Linked DNA regions of Sus scrofa: region 1 is linked to region 2. Evidence: chromatin contacts called from public Hi-C data. All regions are on one chromosome and are shown on one strand. The core of a region is the stretch at or near the end of the contact, and the rest is flanking DNA. Distances in the headings are between cores, read along the strand shown. Region 1 has its middle 70 kb from the start of PPEF2. Region 2 holds the start of G3BP2 (ras GTPase-activating protein-binding protein 2).

The links. Hi-C and Micro-C count contacts between places; a contact is called where the count stands out from the background.
Region 1: a contact with region 2 is called in a Hi-C map of liver, with 2.9 times the contacts expected there. The contact joins the enhancer-like site here to the promoter of G3BP2 in region 2. A contact is called at or near these places in 2 of 5 promoter capture datasets (fetal liver and liver), 6 of 47 Hi-C or Micro-C datasets (epiblast stem cells, heart right ventricle, liver and 1 more) and 1 of 2 datasets of contacts at active chromatin or transcription factors (alveolar macrophages).

What each region holds. Positions count from the first base shown.
Region 1 is chr8:71,483,091-71,488,471 of Sscrofa11.1, forward strand. No RefSeq gene overlaps it. Among named protein-coding and RNA genes, the nearest start is that of PPEF2, 70 kb to the right of the region's middle. Within about 2 kb of position 2,486, at least 65 of the 83 cell types and tissues checked have an H3K27ac peak or open chromatin away from gene starts, as enhancers often do. A contact at or near this core is called in alveolar macrophages, fetal liver, liver and 1 more, where this site is marked.
Region 2 is chr8:71,360,638-71,365,860 of Sscrofa11.1, forward strand. G3BP2 (ras GTPase-activating protein-binding protein 2) reads right to left here and starts at 2,837. Exons shown (of 13, transcript XM_005666759.3): 1 at 2,622-2,837. USO1 (general vesicular transport factor p115) reads left to right here and starts at 2,990. Exons shown (of 27, transcript XM_005666762.3): 1 at 2,990-3,228. The coding sequence starts at 3,163.

The sequences.
Region 1 (5,381 bases), core at 1,236-3,735, 120 kb after region 2:
GCTACAGTTCCGATTCAACCCTTAGCCAGGGAACCTCCATATGCCACGGGAGCGGCCCAAGAAAATGGCAAAAAGACACACACACGCAAAAAAAACAAGATTAATCTGCGAAATCATGATGTCTACTTTGGTCTTGGTGGGAGACTGATTTTCAACCTTTGTAAAATGACTAAGAAACATCTCCACTTTCTCTGTGCTAATTTATGTTAGTATTTAACTCACACACATATTTCCTTATATTTTTCTAATCAAATGTGCCTTCCTCCAAGGATATTCAGGTCTGCAAGTCTTCTGGGATTATAGGCCTAATACCTTTTTTTTTTTTTTTTTTTGTCTTTTTAGGGTTGTACCCTTGGCATATGGAAGCTCCCAGGCTAGGGGATGAATCAGAGCTTACAACACAGCCACAGCAACTCAGGATCCAAGCTGAGCCTGCGACCTACACTGCAGCTCACCACGACGCCGGATTCTTAACCCACTGAGCAAGGCCGGGGATCCAATCTGCGTCCTCACGGATACTAGTCAGATTTATTACCGCTGAGCCATGATGGGAACTCTCCCTAATATTTCTCTTAACCTGCCTGAGTTACAAGGTAGTGGACAGTTACCTTCTTGCTCTAAGGCAGACTGTCTTAGATAAATATTTTGATTACTAGGCCAGTATCAATGAAGTTCTTGTGACATATTGAATCTAGCCTTGTAAGACTACGGGATCTTTAAGAGCTCTGCTATTTAAGAAAGCACTACTGCTAGTCACAAACCTTCTGAAAAGGGCTGTTTTGGATTTAAGGTTTGATGGTAAGTGTAGTCTAGTGTCTAGACATCCCCTTTGTGCTTCCCAGCCAGATTTCCAGGTTAGCTTTTATTTCACAAAACAAAATGTAGATAGTTCACTTATAGATTATATCTTCATACATGTTTGTGTACATGTATATGTGTGTAATATGTTTATCTCTATTACATAATATCTTTTTCTTTGTGGAAGATAGTCTGGAAAAAAATCAAATTGGTGGCTTGTCAGAAGGTCTGATTTCAGAAAGAGTTGCATCTCACGTTAGAGTCCCTCCCCAACTTTTGTGCCTCTCTCCACCTCAGACACCTCTGTGTTCTCAGTTATTCTTTCTTTTTAATTTTTTTTTGGTGTGGTGGGCACGCTTGTGGCATGCAAATATTACCAGGCCAAGTACTGAACCCTCACCACAGCAGCGACCCAAGTCACAGCAGTGACAATGCCAGATCCTTAACCCACTGAGCCACCAGGAAACTCATTGGTTATTCTTGTTAACCTTTAATAAGATTAAAAAAAAAAGGCACTATTTCTTCCTGTTTTAAAGATATAAAACTCTGGCTAATTTATTTTGTCTGAGGGGAGAATACCAGAAGAATCCTGGTTCTAGTTATCTGGGAGAGACCATTGAACAGGTAACCTTGGAAACTCCGACTCTAATTCACAGTGAAGAAGGAAGGAGAGGATTGGGGACACTGACAATATTTACTATGGGGACGTGGAAATGTGAATTTGCAACCGTTGCCTGAGACAAGATGTGCACCCTCTGAAGACTAGTATGCGTCTAGGAGGGCTCAGAGCTTTTTGCAACATAGATTCTCAGCAATCTCTTTCTGGATTGCAAAGGTCCCTGGATAAAGGAAACACGTGCCCCTGAGCTGGAAGCGTTGAGCACCGGACAGTTTAAAGGATACATCGAAATACAATGTATTCTTGCTTGACGGTGGAGACACCGATCTCGAAGCTGATTTCCCGCGGCAGAGGGCCACCACCGCACTCACAGGGGGCTCCGCAGATTCCTCCAGAAGCGTGTGTAGGAGAGGGCGCTGAGGGAGCTTTTACCCCTAGTTTGCTCGAATTCAAAGAAAGCATTTGTGCAACTGACCTTTCAGGTTAGGAAGCACATTCGCCGCATATTTGAAAGAGAACTTGTTTTGTACTTGCGCTTGAAGCTTCACTCTGTCAACATATTTTTTATCAATACAAGGATTGGATAGTTTTGCCAATTTTCTTCTTTTCAGATTTGCCGTTCTAGCTATAAAGACAGCGGCTTGCTGAACGGCGCCAAGATATCACAGAGACGTCATTTGCGCCAGGCCCCTGAAAGAAGGAGCTAATTTATATTGTTTATCTTTAAATCTGCAGAGTGTCTTTACCTTTAAATTTTATTTGAACTGCACCCTAACAAAGGTAGGGAGAAAGGACGCGGTGAGATCACAAAAGGGGTGTGGAATATGTAGATAAGCGCAATGGCTGCTGGTCATACTCCCGCTACACATATATTTCCTAAAATTTTTGTTATTATTCAAGTACCAAAATATTGCTGAATGGTAAGTGTAGCTTGAAAACTCTTTATTTAACAAGTAAGTGCACCTAGAGTGTGCAGGATAAAAGTGATCTTATGTTTAAAGTGGTATGCCTCTGAAGGTAAGGTGCCATCTAGCTTTCTCAACTCATACTTACCTGGCAGGGGAGATACCATGATCACGAAGGTGGTTTTCCCAGGGCGAGGCTCACCCATTGCACTCCGGGTGTGCTGACCCCTGCGATTTCCCCAAATGTGGGAAACTCGACTGCATAATTTGTGGTAGTGGGGGACTGCGTTCGCGCTTTCCCCTGATTTGGTGTTGGTTTTAAAAAAAGATTGGTGCGTAGTTGACACTGTGATCGGCCGGTTGAGCATATGTGAATGTGTGGTTTTGCTGAAATCTACCGTATTGTATTTCTTTTTTTGCTTTGAGAGTCTATCTGGTGGTTTTCGTGGTTATTTCAAGAAGAGTACCCCAATTCTTATCCACACCCGGCACTTTTTTTTTCTGCGAAGTGAAATACAAGTGTTGAGGTTGGGACGTGGAGGTATTGGACGTTCAGCCTGTCACATCAATCCAGCAGGTTTGTCCTGAGCCAAAGCATGGCATCGCTAAAAGGGCCTTAAACTGTGTAAATGAATCTGTTTCTGATTGTGTCCTTTTCAATTGTCATGTATGTATGATTTTTGCAGGTATTTGTGGACCCAAAATTTTATTATCTGGTTTTTACAGTTTGGAGAAGTCTTTTTTTAAAGCTTTTATTTGTCTTTGGCGTTCCCAGGCAAGGGGTCCAATCATAGCTGCAGCTGCTGATCTACACCACAGCTGGTTGTTCACGGCAACGCGCTGGATCCTTATCCCCTGAGAGAGGGATTGAACCTGTGTCCTCCTGTCGGGCTCGTTAAGCCGCTGATCCAGGACGGGAACTCCAAAACGCTTTTGTTTTTTAAGTGATGGTGTAGAGCTTGTGTGAGGAGAGTGACCGTATATATGGAGTGCTGGGAATCTGAAGATAAGCGGTGCCAGGAAAAGGCTCTTAGAGAGGAAGAGGTTCCAAGCCATGGTTGGTGGAGAGGAGGAGGTTAATCAGTTAAATGGGACTTACTGGCTTAGGTGTGTGGCTAAGCCTGTAGAGGTTTTTAACAGGTGTGAATGTTGAAGGATTTGATTCTCAAACATAATCATTTAATGAACCCAAGGGTAACAACGCTCCCAGAATCACTGTAAAACTTGTTTGGTGATACAAAAAAAAAGGAGTAGCTTTCCTGTAGCAGGTCCTGACTGTTGTTGTTTAGCTTTGGGTTTGTTTTTTTTTTCCTTCTTGTAAAGGCTGCACCTGTGCTGTGGGTACCACAGCCATAGCAACGCCAGATCTGAGCTGCGTCTGTGCAACTCACACACCGCTGGATCCTTAAACCAATGAGTGAGGCTAGGGATCACCCCCATCCTCAGAGACAGTGTGTTGGATTCTTAGCCTGCCAAGCCACAAGGGGAATTGCAGCAGGTTCTGTTATTAAGCCGCCTTCAAAGCGTCAACTTCAGTGTGTCAGCGTGTGCAATCAGAACAGGCTTCTAATGATCCTTTTGAGGTTGTCAGAAGGTTCAGGTTGGCCTGATGTCAGTCCACCACGTGGGCACTGTAGGCACCGTAGGCACCATACAGCAATTGTTGTGAGCCTTACCATCACACCAGGGTCATCAAAGAAGAATCAGGGTTTGGGTGAGTGTTATCACAGCATGTGCGTGCGTGCGTGCGTGCGTGTGTGTGTTGTGTGAATGGGTGAATATATTTTCTCTATAATTATATTTTCTTTATTTACTCGTATTTTAAATATTCTGGGTTTTCCATGTATTTCTTTTTCTGGTCATTAAACAAAAACAATCTGTAGGAGTTGAAAGAAATTTAACATATTCTAGGTAGTTAGGCCAGTGATGGTTGCATCTGTACAGAATATATGCAGACTTTTTTTTTCCCATTTTTTAAAGTTTCATTGGAGTATAGTTGATTTACAAGCTTGTGATGATTTCTGCTGTACGACAAAGTGATTTGGTTATAAACATACACACCCCTATTGTCTTTCAGATTCTTTTCTTTTCAGACCATCACAGAATTTGGGTAGAGTTCCCTGTGCTACACAGCAGGTCCCCACTGGCCAGTCATTCCTTCCCCACTCCCCACCTGTCTCCTTTGGTAACCTTAAGTTTGTTTTCAACGTCTGTGTTTGTTTCTGTTGATGCAGACTTTTTTCCTTGTCATCATTTCCTAAACAATACAGTGTGAAAAGGATTTACACAGTACTTACATTGTGTTAGGTCTTATAAGTCATCTAGAAATGACTTAAAGTATATGGGGGGATTGTGTAGGTTACATGCAAGTTCTAGGCCATTTCATGTAAGGGACAAGCATCCTCAGATTTTTTTTTTTTTTTTTTTTTTAATTTTTAGGGCTGTTTCCATGGCATATGGAAGTTCCCAGGTTAGGGGTTGAATCAGAACTGCAGCTGCTGGCCTACATCACAGCCACAGCAACTCGGGATCCAAGCCACATTTGTGACCTACACCACAGCTCACGGCAACACCAGGTCTCCAACCCACTGAGGGGGGCCAGGGATCGAACCTGCATCCTAATGGATACTGGTTGGATTCGTTTCTGCTGTGCCAGAACAGGAACTGCCTTGAGGTACTTCTGATATTCCATGTAGAGCCCTGGTTCTCAAGCCTGACTACACATTAGAACCATCCCAGGCATTTTAAAAATGTGATGCCCTGGTTCCTTCCGCAACAGAAAATGTTAATTAAGTAGGTCTGGGATGGGACTTTGGTGTATTGAAGGTCCCAGATGATTCCAAAGTGGAGCCAGGGCGGGGAGGTTCTGGGTAGGTGTTTCCATCCAGGCCCCAGCTATCAAGATACATGTAATATACTCTATCAGCCATGTAAATATTTGCTTTACCAAGTCCTCTATTTGTTTTCAGTACTTTGGTCATGAAACTAATCTATAGCCCTTAAGTTATCTGCTGTACTGTCAACTTTTTTTTTTTTTTTTTTTTTTTTGCTTTTTAGGG
Region 2 (5,223 bases), core at 1,587-4,086:
TGGAACTGGCAATGCCACAGAGACAGGCCAGATCATTAACCCTCTGTGCCTTAGCAGAAACTCTGCGATTTTGAACTATATAATGGCATTCCTTTTTTTGGCAGTGCCTGTGGCATGTGGAAGTTCCCAGGCCAGGGATCGAACCTGTGCTGCAGTTTCAGCCTGCACCACGGCTGCAGCAACACCAGATCCTTAACCCACTGCACCACAAAGGAACTTCCTCATGGCATTCTTATACTGAATGTTTATAGATTTATGCAAGTGAGAAGTATAATGGCATTAAGTCAGGCAGTCACATTTTTTTTTTCACTTTTTCTCTTCCTTTATTTAAGAAATGGTTCTTGAGCATTTGCCATATTAAAGGAATTATGCTAGATGATTAAAGGGTACAAATAGGAATAAGACACGGTCCCTGACTTTTCTTTATAAAAATCACTGGAAGTGGATTTGCATATAATCTCCTTTCTCTTTGGAGTCCCTTCCATGGCTGCTCTGTAATGACGTCTCTGCTCCCCTTTCAGACCCCCAACTGGGAGAAAAATTAGCCACTGTACCCTCTCTGCCTCTTCTTGACCCTGGAAGCATCGAGTAGCTCCATCTTTTCTCAGACATCAGGAGAAAGGCAAGACTATGAGGTCAAGGGGAAGTCTGGGGGCTCCACACTCATCTCCTCTGTATCAAACCGTCCATCCTTCCTAACCAGGGGGGGACTAGAGAAGAAAAACAGGTCAAATGACGGGAAGACTCAGTACACTGTTAGTGACTTACTACACTCAAAATTTAAAACAAAGCAGGGCATTTTGAAAAGGCAGGTGACTTAAAACAATTCTGCTAAAATGTCAAGGTGCTTTTTATTACCAAATAATGCATGTTAAGAGACACCCATAAGCCCCACTCCATCTCAGAGTTGTATCCCTGATAATGGGGTAGAGTGAGGTCCAGGGAGGAGGTGAGGAGAGGCTCAGGGAGGAGTGAGGCTGAGGGACTGAGTGAAGTTCTTTGCACATATTACTTGGTAATAAAAATGCTGAGCATTTATTGGTTACTTTTCTTAGGCTGCAACAAAATGCCCCATGGAAAATGGCTGAAGCAAAATGTCAAGTGTCTGGTTTTGAAGCAGAGGACAATGCTTTGTGTACAGTATTTTTGGCAGCATGATCTCCCCCACTCTCCAAGTCACCCAGGCTTATAACCCTGGCCCTAGGAAAGGAAACTGCACGGCAGCCTTTGTGATATGGGTTATCTACAATCCCACTGTACTTACAGCTGCAAAAAGAACCTCTCCTCCTCAGCATAATATTCATATATCCTTTAATATTTTCTTCATGTATCCATCAATACCACCTTTATTGGACACTGCTAAGCCACAGAGACATAAAAATGAATAAAATAGCTGTGCCCTTAATAGTCCACTTCAACAAGCATTTACTGAGAGCTTCCCACTTATTAACACCTGCAAAGTGCTAGCATATACCTATGTATCTGGATTTCAGGGAAAGCTTTCAGAAGATGCCAGAATTAGGTCTTAAGGAACTAGCAAGAGTTTCCTTGAAGAAGTGGAGGGAGGGAAGGATATATCCAGGCAGGTATCAGAAGTACACGGGGGAGGCATAAGCTAGAAAAATAGGCAAGAGTCAGAACACAACAGGCCTGTATACCAACCTAAGGAGTTTGGATTTTATCATGGTGAGAATCGGCAACAATTGGAAGATATTAAGAAGAGGACCAACATGCATAGATGTTTTGTCATTGGTAGGCTCACCCAGGCATAGACTGGAGACTGAACTGGAAGGAAGCCATGCCCTGAATGCAGACAAACTAGTTAGGAAGCTATTGCCATGATCTTGGTGAAAAATGATGAGAACATAAACTATGTCAGAGGCAGAGAGGATGGAGAGCAGGGACCTATTTGAGAAATATTCTATAAATAGAGTGACAGGACTTGACTGCAGGACATGTGTGGGTGAAACCCAGAGTTTCAGATTCCTCTCAGCTTCCTCCTTCTAGCTTAGGCAATGCTTTGGAGAGCAGTACTAAGGAGTGGGGTCGGGCACATAGAAGATGCATATTGATTTTTTTTTCTTTCTTTAAGGGAGGCTGGGGAGACCTGCAGTTGGAGGGGTGTATGAATCAATCAGCTAACTGGACCCTGCGCTTTTTAGGTTCAAGACATTTACGAGACCACTCCATAAGCATGTGTACCTGGCACTCTCATTTCGAAAGAAACAAGGCATGACGATTTGAAAAATGACATTTTTATGTTAAAAAAAAAACACTGAAAATATAGGGTTTAGAGTTAATAAAACATCATACTACTAGCTGCCAGTCTGACACTGCAGATCAATGTATTTCCTATCTTTAGATAGGTTTTCGCTTCACACCACTTGAAAAGAGCGGTGTACCTGGTGCTTAGATCCAGGAATTCCTTTTAGCGGGTTTAAGAGCAAGAGCTGAAAAATGCGCCCTCCCGTGGTAGTGGAATGAGGGGGTTCTGGCACCCTTTCTACCACCAAACAAAGCCCTGTAAAGAAATGCAATTTATGGGGATGAGAAGGCCACAATGCTGGTACCGCTACACCGCAAAACCAGAATGAACCCTCCCAGGCGTCGGGACCCCTTACCTGTCACGTCGGCCGAAGGTAAATTTCACTTTCCACTCAACAAAATACGACTCCTGATTTGACAGCCTACAGTAAACCCCACTCGGTGACAATTAAAAACCCTGCAAGCCAAAACGCGTACACTATTCGGATCCTCTCCAGCCGGCAGGGCCGGGCTCCGACCACGTGGGTGGTTGAGGCCAGCAGAAGGCACCCGCGAAGGGCGGGAGTAGGAGGCGTGTCCCTGCGGAGGGAGGCGGGCCCTGCGCAGTGGGCGGGGCTTGACGACCCCGGGCTGCGGGCCTCCGCTCGCCTACTTTCTCCCTTTGCCTTCGCCCTTCGAGCCGCCACGTAATGCCACGTCCCCGCGCATGCGCATCTCGACTGGTGGCGGCGGCTGTTTCCGGGCTTAGGGGGCTGGAGCGGCCGCCGAGCAGGAGGCGGTGGTGGCGGCGGCCGCGGAGTGCAGAGTGCGGGCTCGGAGGCCAGGCCCAGCGGAGACCAGAGGAAGTTATCTTTTTTTTCCCGAAGGGGTAGGCAGAGCCGGTGGCTGAACGGCAAGATGAATTTCCTCCGCGGGGTTATGGGGGGTCAGAGTGCCGGACCCCAGCACACAGAAGCCGAGACGGTGAGAGGAGCGACGGGTCCGGGACTTGGGAAGGGTCCGGGCAGGAACCGGGACGGAGGACTTGGGGCCCGGGAGGTCACCTCCCGCGCCCCGCTGTGGGCGGGGAGTCCACACGCCGCCTCCCCCTTTGCCGGCGTGCCTCCCCTTCCTCTGCCGAAACCCCCGAGTTATATTCCCTCACGCCCCCAGCGCAGCCACCAGCGCAGCGGCTCGGCCCTGCTGACAGCAGCTGCGCCCGAAGCTCCGCAGGCCGCTTGGTGGTGGTCCGAGGGTGATAGCGCCCGGGAAGTGATTGATCCAGGGCAGAGGTGGCCTGACCTGTCTCCCGCGCCCTCGGGCCGCGGGCCTGCCCCTCCCGTTGCGCCAGTGTCTCCACTGGCAGTGAGGAACCTAAAGTCCAGCTCTGTTCTTCGCAGTCTGATATGGGCTTTGGGGAGGACTGCAAGAAGGTTTAAAACCCAGCTGTTGACCGGAGCAAGTGGCTAAGAATAATACGATAGTTTGGGACACAAAGCCACCTGCCCCTGTCCCTTCAGCTGGAGAGACCGGTCGTTCTGCCGGGTGTTATTAGTCCGGACCCTGTTTCAGGCTCACCCAAATGCTTAGGAAACACTAGCCCGGACGTTGTAGGGATCTTTCGCGCTCAGTCCGCTTTGGGAACACATTTCCTTTCCACTCACCCCATTCAGAAGTCTGAACTCGTGATGACATGATTTGCAGCGTCTCTTTTAACAAATTGTGCGCTCCTGCACACAGTAGTTGTTAAGTTGGTTCTATTTTAGGTTTAGGAAGTTTGGTTAATGTCTGTTAGAAAAGCGTGTATATGACATTTTTTTAAAGACGCTTTTACGTTGAGGGTAATTTTAGATCTCCCCAAAAGTGACAAAGTATGACATTTTTAAGGTAAACTTTGGGTAGTGTTCATAGACATGACCTGGTCGTCTGCAAACATGTCCTGTGTTGATGGGATCCTCAGGGGTAAAATAGTAGCATTCATTTGTCAAGCTTGTGCTGGGTATTGTGCTCTTTCAAGTTTACATTCTCCTTAAGCCCCTAACCTCCCTGCTAGATGGGTGATAGTATCCTCACTTTACAACCGAAGAAATGAGGGTTAGAGAGGTGTAGTAACTTGACCCAGGTCACACTGCTAAGAACCGAGCCAAGATTCAACCAGGGTTTGCCTTGCTGGTGCCATGTTTTAAAACTTATCTAGGAATTTTAGAAATTTATACTCTTAAAGTTAACCTCACGAAATCTGAATTAGAACTGTTTAAAGTGGGAGCTGAAAGCTGGTGAATCTGTTTTCCCTCATGTGAAAATCAGGGGCTTCCACATATACACACACACGAACTGATATTCAGCTTCTCTAGTCCACCCCCACATGGCTATAGCAAAGCAATTGAGTGGCCCTGTTAGAAGACTGTGCTGGAATTCTCTTGTGGCTCAGCAGGTTGAGGACTCAGTGCTGTCATTCAGCTGCTCCGGTCCTGCTGTTGGTACAGGTTCTGTCCCTGGCCCAATTGAAGGTGGGGCCAAAAAAGAAAGAAAAGGCTATGATCTCTCCAGGTTATCATTGTCACAGCCCACCTCTTCAGCTTGTGTTCATTTGTTTTATCTGTCTGATATTTTTGTTTGAGGCACCGAGTTTTAAAATGTGGCTTATTAGAGCTTGCTTTGGAGTTAGAGCTTGATTTGAATCCTTGCCTTCCACCCCTAATTGCCTTGAATCGGAGGCAAGAGACAGCCCATACCCTATGAGTAAAATAAGGAAAATGCCTACTCTGATGGGTGTGATGAAGATTAAGTGAAATAAGAAATAGAAAGAGCCTGGCACTTAGTATGTGTTCAGTAGAGGCTAGATTTTTTATTTCATGTTTTAGGGAAAGACTACTCTTTCTTTTTTTGTTATAGTTAACCTTGTCACAATGACTTATATACAAAAGATGATGTATAATTAATTGATTATAGGATGATAAAACCGAAAGGCCCTTTGCG